Linked DNA regions of Danio rerio: region 1 is linked to region 2. A link is a contact called in public Micro-C data. All regions are on one chromosome and are shown on one strand. The core of a region is the stretch at or near the end of the contact, and the rest is flanking DNA. Distances in the headings are between cores, read along the strand shown.

Region 1 (4,261 bases), core at 42-2,541, 180 kb before region 2:
AAATAAATGTATAAAATGTGATTGATGCGACGCAGTGGGTAGGTCACTGCAAGAAGGTCACTGGTTCGAGCCATGGCTGGGTCAGTTGGCATTTCTGTGTGGAGTTTGCATGTTCTCCCCGTGTTTTCCTTCGGATGCTACGGTTTCCCCCACAAGTCCAAAGACATGCGCTATAGATGACATGGGTAGGCTAAATTGTTCATATTGAGTGTTTCTCAGGGGTGGGTTGCAGCTATAAGGGCATCCGCTGTGTAAAACATGTGCTGGATGAGTTGGCAGTTCATTCCACTGTGGCGACCCCTGATTAATAAAGGACTAAGCTGAAAAGAAAATGAAAGAATAAAATATGATTGATCCTGTAAGCTTAAAGGCTTTAGCAATGGGAATCTAGTGATGAGAAAATAAGTGTGGCCTATTGAGTGTGGTCTACAATGCAAAAAAAGAGGGGAAAAAGGCGAAGAGCAGCAATTTAGAAATAAATCTGGACCTGGATGTGATGTGAAGCTAGCGTGCAGTTTTCTAAATATCCTACAGTGAAAGTGTTTTCTATTTGTCATCTGTCAGAGGTAAAAGGTATAAGAGATTGTATCTTTAAAACCAAGGTATTTGCTCCTGCCGTGCACATGGACTAACAGGCACATTCACACACACACACACGCTCAAGCCGCCATCTGCATCAAATTGGACATTGGCATGAAGAAGGTGGTGCGCGAGTGTGGGCTGTTGGTGGTCTCGGTTCTCCCGCCCCATTATTATTCACCTTCCCTCAGACTCTGAGTGCTGAAGATGCATATCTGAGTTAAACAGCCCTTCCCGGGTTTAAATCAGACAAATCGGCTTATTCAGATTCAGACGTCCATGTGTCTTTAAGCTTCCTCAGGCCCCAGCGCCATTCTCTGCCTGTTCTTTATGATGCTAATGGACTTCCATATCTAATAAATCCCTGTAGATTTGAAGTGCGGAGATGTTATGGCTCGCTTGTAGGATTCCGACCCCCCTCAACACACATGCACCTTTATTCCTTCATTCATCCCTCCACTCAGTTTCATCCCCTTGCTCCTCATCGTCAAAACACAAGCGAAAACGCCTGACCAGCACATACTTCCTAGTGGTTTCCTGGCGAGAAAAAAAAAAAACCTGTTAGTGTGAGGAAGAGAAAAATCAAACGTGAAAACATAAATTACGGTGAAGGAGGGCTTGTGTTACGCCACAAGGCTTTAGCAGCGCTGAAGCATGTCTGCCCTGAAGGTGGCCTGTAAATTTCCTGCCTGCTCTGGTGCTTTGGCAGAAAAGCCTCTTTGGGGCTCTGGAAGAGCTTTCGGGTGGCATGCGGAAGTGGGCTGGAGGAGGATAATGTGTAGGTAAACACTCAAAAAAAGGAAAATAGTCAAAGCGGTTGCTTTATTGCTCTTACAAACAAGGGAGTCCATTCATGGCAGGGAATGTACTGAGCTGTATTATGTATCAGATTAGTTTCTTCAACTTTCATTTGGCAAGTTTTCATTTCGCCTTCTCTAGAGAGAAATAACCATGGTTTTAGTTTTTTTTATTTTTTGTAAAAGTGTTACTTACTTACTTACTCCAAGGGCCGTTTATATCGAAGTTGATTTTTAGCCGCACCTAGTTGGTGGTTCGTAACAGCAAATTTTTAAGAGGTGGGTTGTTAGCCCAACGCCCAACTTGCAGGACTAGGACATACACACATACACTATGGACAATCTAGTTTACCCAATTCACCTATAGTGCATGTCTTTGGACTGTGCAGAAATCCGGAGCAGCCGGAGGAAACCCATGTGAACATGCCAACTCCAAACAGAAATCCCAACTGACCCAGCCAGGGCTCAAACCAGAGACCTTCTTGATGTAAGGTGACAGCACTACCCAGTGTCATCGTGCGCCCAGTTTTATTACAAATACCCTGGTTAGCCATGATTAACGTGGTTAATACGTAGTCATGGTTTAAATACCACTTTTTATTTGTAGTGAATCTACAAATAAATTTGTAGATTTTTGTAAGGGTAGGGTCATAACACAACATGTAAATGTGTTGACATTAGGTGTAAGATATTATGCTGAATATTACCTGCAACAAAAAAAGCACTATTATAGGCAGTTTTGAGTGGTCTACTGTTCTTATTATAGCTGGTTTTAAGGGAGTTTTGACCACTTTTTTTGTAAAATCAGATGTGAACCAGTTCGGGCAGTTTAGCCAGGTTGCGAGACTGGAAAGTTAAGCTAAAACCACACAACACCAGCTTACCTACCCAAAAAAGAAATTTTTGCCATAATTTACTCACCCTTTACTTTGAACACAAAAGAATATACGCAGAAAAAGGCCAGTAGCTGGCACACATGAACTTCCATAACGTTGACAGCAACCAGAAATTTTCAAAATTGCTTCTTTTGCGTTCAACAGATGAAATAATTCCATGAAGGTATAAAACAGCATGAAGTAGAACAAATGATAAGGTGTTTTTGATTTCTGCGTGAACTATCACTTAAATGTGTTAAATATTTGTATAACACATGCAGTATTTATTTAAATTTAATGTATGTACTGTATAAATTCAGTTTTATTTTATTTATTTTTACTTAAGCTGTATTTAATTAATTTAAATATTTCACACTCACTAATTAATGTGTTGATGAATGAATTTGTCTATTGAATTACTTAAATTATGTTTATTGTACAAACATATATATATATATATATATATATATATATATATATATATATATATATATATATATATATATATATATATATATATATATATATATATATATACTGTCATTGAATATTTATTAAAAATTCAATTATCATGAAATAATTTATTTAAACTGTATGTAATACATTTCAGTTTCATCTATACATATTCATTTATATATTTTAAAAAAAAGCATCTTTGTTTTTCCTGTGACATCCTGATGCTTCAAGGGCTTCTCTTGAACTCTGGCCATCCTCAGTAGAGCAGTGTGTATTGCCAGAGTATAATCCCAGAGAGCAGAGGGCAAAAATCTGCTGATTGAGGTAATTTAGCCTCATGATGATGCATGGGCACTGGAGACCACACCATCTTTTTAATAGGCATGTGTCAAGATTAGTAAGGAGGAGGAGGGGGTGCTGGAGGCCGTAAAAGCTGACAGACTGGGATCAATTTATTACGTTTTGTTCACAAGACAGTAAAAAAAACTTTTATGAACACAAAGTGACATTGCGAAGTTCGTAAAAGGTTTATGCATACTGCCTTGTTTTAAAACTTGTGATATTGCTTATTGATCCAACACTTATCCATTACCGCACCATTCATCAGGGCCCTTTTTATGATCTTGTCTTGAGAAATTGACAGCTCATTTTCTCCGCCGTGACACAAAGCGCAGAGCGTCCGGATTCGGAGCAAAAATTGAAGGTTATGTATTCTTTATGGCGTAATGATCAATCGTAACCTCTGTCTGTCTGCCGAGGCCTATTTTAATGAGGGAGACGAGAGCAAACTCTGTGTCCTGAGAGAAGAGCCTCAAAAAGAGAATAATAAAGTTGGACAATCGACACATGGAGGATTGTGTCAGGGAAGTAAATGGGCCCTCTTTTTTCCTCTCAGAAAGGTCAATTATGTTCGGTGACAGCTTCCTCTCAGGTAGTTACCCTGTCATCTTCCTCTCTTCCCTCACTACATATTTAATACTTTTTTTTGCCCTGACTTATTTCAATCCACCATCATACAGAGGCCCAAATTGGCAGGGGTGAGAAAAGAAGGTGAATAATTCCCTTCTGCATTAACATGGTTGGGAGACGGATTGCCCTTTCGCGTCTGGAGAACGTAAGTGGAGGCCAAAGGAGCAGAGGTGAGAGAAGGTAGGAAAATGACATTGTTCAGCCTTGAGAATGCCGGCGCTCTTTAATCCGGCACAGATCGCGATTCTCCCTCGTGACGCCGACCACGACCCGCCGATGTCTCGCACGGTTCTTTCTTCTTTTTAGTATAGGCTTAATTAAGTAAGCCGGGCTTGGAAATCAGGAAATAAGAGGTCAATTTACAACTTACAGAATGGAGAGATCAAATCAACTCGCCGGCAATTAACAAGGGAACGAGTGAGAATAAAAGATGGAATTCTCTTTTAGCGCGAGCGCCGTAAAGGATTAGTCAGAAGGTCATCTGAAAGCGCAGAGTGACCTTGAAGATTAGACCCCCATGTAGACTCTATTCTGTCCCAGCGTAACCAATCTAGGTTGGTCCAAAGATGGATCTGAGGGTCTAAA
Region 2 (4,367 bases), core at 1,685-4,184:
AGGGTTTTGTGGTCCCGATTCACATTTCAAAAAAAGAAAAACAAATCTATCACTCCCTCAACTGCATTATTAGGAACAAAGTAGCATAAAAAGTAAACAATACATGACAATAACAACACATGTGCAATGTAATGTATGATATAATGTAAAATGAATAAGATGCCGTCATCTTGCTCAAGTCTTCTTCTAAATTCTTCCACAGTGATGGACTTTACTGAGTTTCTTAGCCATAACTTTGTCATCAAGGATGTTTTTGAGAATTTCCAACAAGGTAAAAATCAGGGCTTTAAGTTTACCAATTCACTATTTCGGTGTCTTTAAGGGACTGAATTAGCCATTATGCTGTTTGCATAACCACTGAGGATAACAAATAATATGTAATTCAATGTTTGTGTTTCTGGTTTTCTTTAAAATATCTTCTTTGTTTTCAACAGAATAAAAAACTCAAAGGCTTGAAACAAGTAAAGGACGAGTAAATGAGGACAGAATTTTTTTGTGAATTTTTTTTTCATGAAATTTTGCACATTTGTCTTTAGTACGGCCGGGTTTTTGGAGGTACTTAAAGGAATTAATGGCATTTAATAAGGAATTTTCACAGATCTCCAACAACTTCTGTTTTTTATGGCTGAAATCCTGGACAATCAGAAAATATCAGTCAACTCAGTTCACCATCTTGTCAGTGAAAAATAGGATTTGTCAGCTCATTAAGGAAATTGCCAACGGGTGCCAAATTTAGAAATTAAAAACAGCTACTGAAGATTTAGCGTAGAAAGAAAGAGAGTGGGAAAAGCATTTTAGGATTATAAAGGATATTGAAAGAAGGTATTCACGTAACAATGAATCAAAGGACAGTAGCTACAGTACAACAATGCTTATTCACAAGAACTTCCTGAAGATAGCTGCAAGAAACATCTAGCCATAAAGCCACACATTACTCATGTCCACCAGTGTTTTTCTCTTGGATGTTATTTTAAACGTTTGACACTGATTGTTTGTAGCAGAATTGAACATTCTGGCACGATCGGGGAAGGAGAGAGGGATGAAAATGTGTTTCTAATCACTCACAAAGATGCTTTTGTTCTCCTGTTCGGGCCTTCTGTACGCCAGCGGTCTGGGCTGAACTATTCTGTCAGAGCCGTCTTAATTAGACTCATTATGCAGGGTTGGAGGGTGCAGGATACACTTAAATGAGTGTTTATGTGCACGGGATTTATCAATTATCTAGGAGGATAAGTGATGCGGATGGTGTATTTTGACATTCAGTAGTCCTTATGCAAACAGTATCAGTCAGACTTTTACCTCATTTTAAAGAGATAGTTCACCCACAAAACAAAAAGCAAATATGCATGCTCATGTGGTTTTCTTTTTCTGTTAAACACACAAAAAAGATGTTTTGAAAAATGCTGGAAACCGCTATTGACATTCATTCTTTCATGAATTTTCCTTTGGTTTTGTCACTTATTTATCAAGGGTCACCACAGCAGAATGAACCGTCAACTATTCTGGCATATGTTTTACACAGCGGATGACCTTTCAGCTGCAACCTAACACTGGGAAACACCTATACACTCTCGCACTCACACATGCAGTCATCCGCTACGGTTAATTTTGTTTTACCATATTCTCCTATAACGCATGTCTTTGGACTGTGAGGGAAACTGAAGCACCCAGAGGAAACCCACACGAACATGGGGAGAACATGTAAAATCTAAACAGAAATGTCAACTGACCCAGCCGGAATTGGAACCAGTGATCTTCTTGCTGTGAGGTTACAGTGCTGTTAACCACTGAACCACCGTGCCACCCCATTGACATTCATTGTAGGAGAAATGGCAAAAAAACTGTATATGAACATTTTTCAAAATATCTTTGTTTATTCATTCATTTGTTCATTTTTTTTTTGGTTCAGTCACTTTAATCTGGGTTCGCCACAGCGGAATGAACTGCCAACTTATCCAGCATATGTTTTTACGCAGCAGATGCCCTTCCAGCCACAACCACTCACTGGGAAATATCCACACACTCATTCACACACATACACTACAGACAATTTAGCTCACCCAATTCACCTGTACCACATGTCTTTAGACTTGTGGGAGAAACCGGAGCACCCGGAGGAAATGCACGCAAATGCGAGGAGAAAATTGCAAACTCCACACAGAAATGCCAACTGACCCAGCCGATGCTCGAACCAGCGACCTTCTTGCTGTGAGGCAACAGCACTATACTGCGCCACTGTGTCACCTATCTTTGTTTAAACTGTGTATAAACATTCTTCAAAATATCTTCTTTTGTTATTATCAAAATAAATTAACTTTTTGAAACAAGTGGATAATGAGAAAATTATGACAGATAAAGTACTCAAAATGTTAATTTTGGGGTGAATTACAATCCTAAGAGATAGTTCATCAAAAAAAAAACTATGGCAATGGCAATCAATGGTTACAGGTTTGTCGCATTTTCAAAAAATCTTGGTAATGATGAGTAAATGATGGCAGATCTTTCATTGTTACACAAACTATCTTTTGTGCAATTCAGCAAATGACAACTTATTTTAAGGATAAGTTTAATGTCTGTCAAACTCATAGAGAGAATCACAAAACACTTTAAAAAAATAAAACCCAAACTTTTCTAGTTTTTTTCCCCAACTTTTTTCTCAAATGATACAGCAACACCTCTTTGGAACGGAGGTTTGTGTGTTTAAAAGATAAGCTTTCAGGGCAGATTTCAGACGAAGAGAAAGGATGGCAGAAAAAAAAATGAGAGAACCTGATCTGAGTCTAAATGGGTTGGAATAACACTCTCCACCCTGTCTGTACTTTATGTCAGTGAGAGATTTTCTCAGAAGACTAAAAGGGCTCTCTGATTGGGCCTGTGCTGTTATTTTTCTTTTCTTCTCTTTTCTTTTTTTCCCTCCACTCTACCCCATTCAGTTTTTGCTGGTTTATTTACCCCTCCTGGTGGACAGAGCCTGTAACACAACAAACAAGAGCATCTGACAGTAACACTTCTGCCGGGTTTCAACTCAACATATGAATATAAAAGCCAACTGTGAATGACTGACAATAAAGAGACACCAGTCGCTAGTGACAGCTACAGCGGTAATCTTTTTTTTTAATGCTACTAATAATGCAGTTTTTGTTTTCAAATGTAATTTCAAACGTAATAAAAGATAACTTTCACTTTGTAATAATATCAATTTTAATATATGTATATGTGTAATAATGAATTAGAAATTGAATTGCAATTATTTAATATTCAAAAAGTTTAAACCAGATATGCCCAAACTAGGGCCCGCGGGCCAAAGTTGGCCCATGGCAACCTTTGATTTGGCCCACCATTCCATTCGATTATCGTTGACAGAGATCGTCATTTCGAAATTGAATGTAACATTTTGTATGTTTGTTTTGTAAATGAACCTGACTTTTTAAAAATGTAAATACTGTCATTCGACAGACAGAGGCAATGCACAAGACATCGGCGAGCAAATCAAGGCAGGTGCAGCTTAGTGTATTCAGCATAAAACTCCATTGTGTTGTTAATAGGATATTCTTTACGTTTTTACTGCAATAAGTTCATTATGATTTTTTAGCATTAGGTCATTTAAAGCAATGTTTTGAAGTTATTTTTTAATTTTAGGAAATTAATACAGTTTGGTATTCGGCCTACAGCCAACCAAGTTTGGTTTTTGGCTTGTCATAAGAAAAAGTTTGGGCACTCCTGGTCTAAATCTAACTCTAAGTGAGGGAGAGTTTGCGCTTGGATTAAATATGAGCAGTAAATTATATAACTGAGCGATTAGCTGGATGTTATTACGCATAGAGATAATGGCAAACAGTACTCCATTACTCAATGTACCACAGATGGCGCGCATATAAAGACACAACTGCTGATGTCTTTTTTTCTTTTACTCCTGCCCATCCATCTTACCCCATCACAAAATCAATACCATCAAATGCACCAAGCCATTGTGCACCAAGTGTTTTGTAGATTCATTCAGTGAATTTGAGACCTGTGCTTTCAGGTTCACTCTTCTGCTTTAGTTAATGTAGCTCAGTGTCACATGAATGCTGTATGTTTTGTTTTAGGTGATTAAACTTCAGGTAAGACTTTATTTTGATGGTCCCTTTTGCACATTTTGTTGACTGAAAGTTAATTAGTTCTCATTTGAGTATTAGTAAACTATCTACCTAATTTCTCCTGGTAAAGCACCTTCAACAGACATTTAGCTGACTATAAGAAACTTTGCAGGTGGAGCAGTGGGTAGCACGATCGCCTCACAGCAAGAAGGTCACTGGTTCGAGCCCTGGCAGGGTCAGTTAGTTTCTTCCAGTTACTCCGGTTTCCTCCACAGTCCAAAGACATGT

Evidence for each region. Hi-C and Micro-C count contacts between places; a contact is called where the count stands out from the background.
Region 1: a contact with region 2 is called in a Micro-C map of caudal fin, with 11 times the contacts expected there. The contact joins two enhancer-like sites. A contact is called at or near these places in 4 of 18 Hi-C or Micro-C datasets (caudal fin, embryo, hematopoietic stem cells and 1 more).

The regions. Positions count from the first base shown.
Region 1 is chr11:24,383,056-24,387,316 of GRCz12tu, reverse strand. All of the region lies in intron 1 of LOC137496650 (a long non-coding RNA gene), which reads left to right. Among named protein-coding and RNA genes, the nearest start is that of tfeb, 34 kb to the left of the region's middle. Within about 2 kb of position 1,291, at least 3 of the 62 cell types and tissues checked have an H3K27ac peak or open chromatin away from gene starts, as enhancers often do.
Region 2 is chr11:24,203,313-24,207,679 of GRCz12tu, reverse strand. No RefSeq gene overlaps it. Among named protein-coding and RNA genes, the nearest start is that of mdfi, 11 kb to the left of the region's middle. Within about 2 kb of position 2,934, at least 6 of the 62 cell types and tissues checked have an H3K27ac peak or open chromatin away from gene starts, as enhancers often do.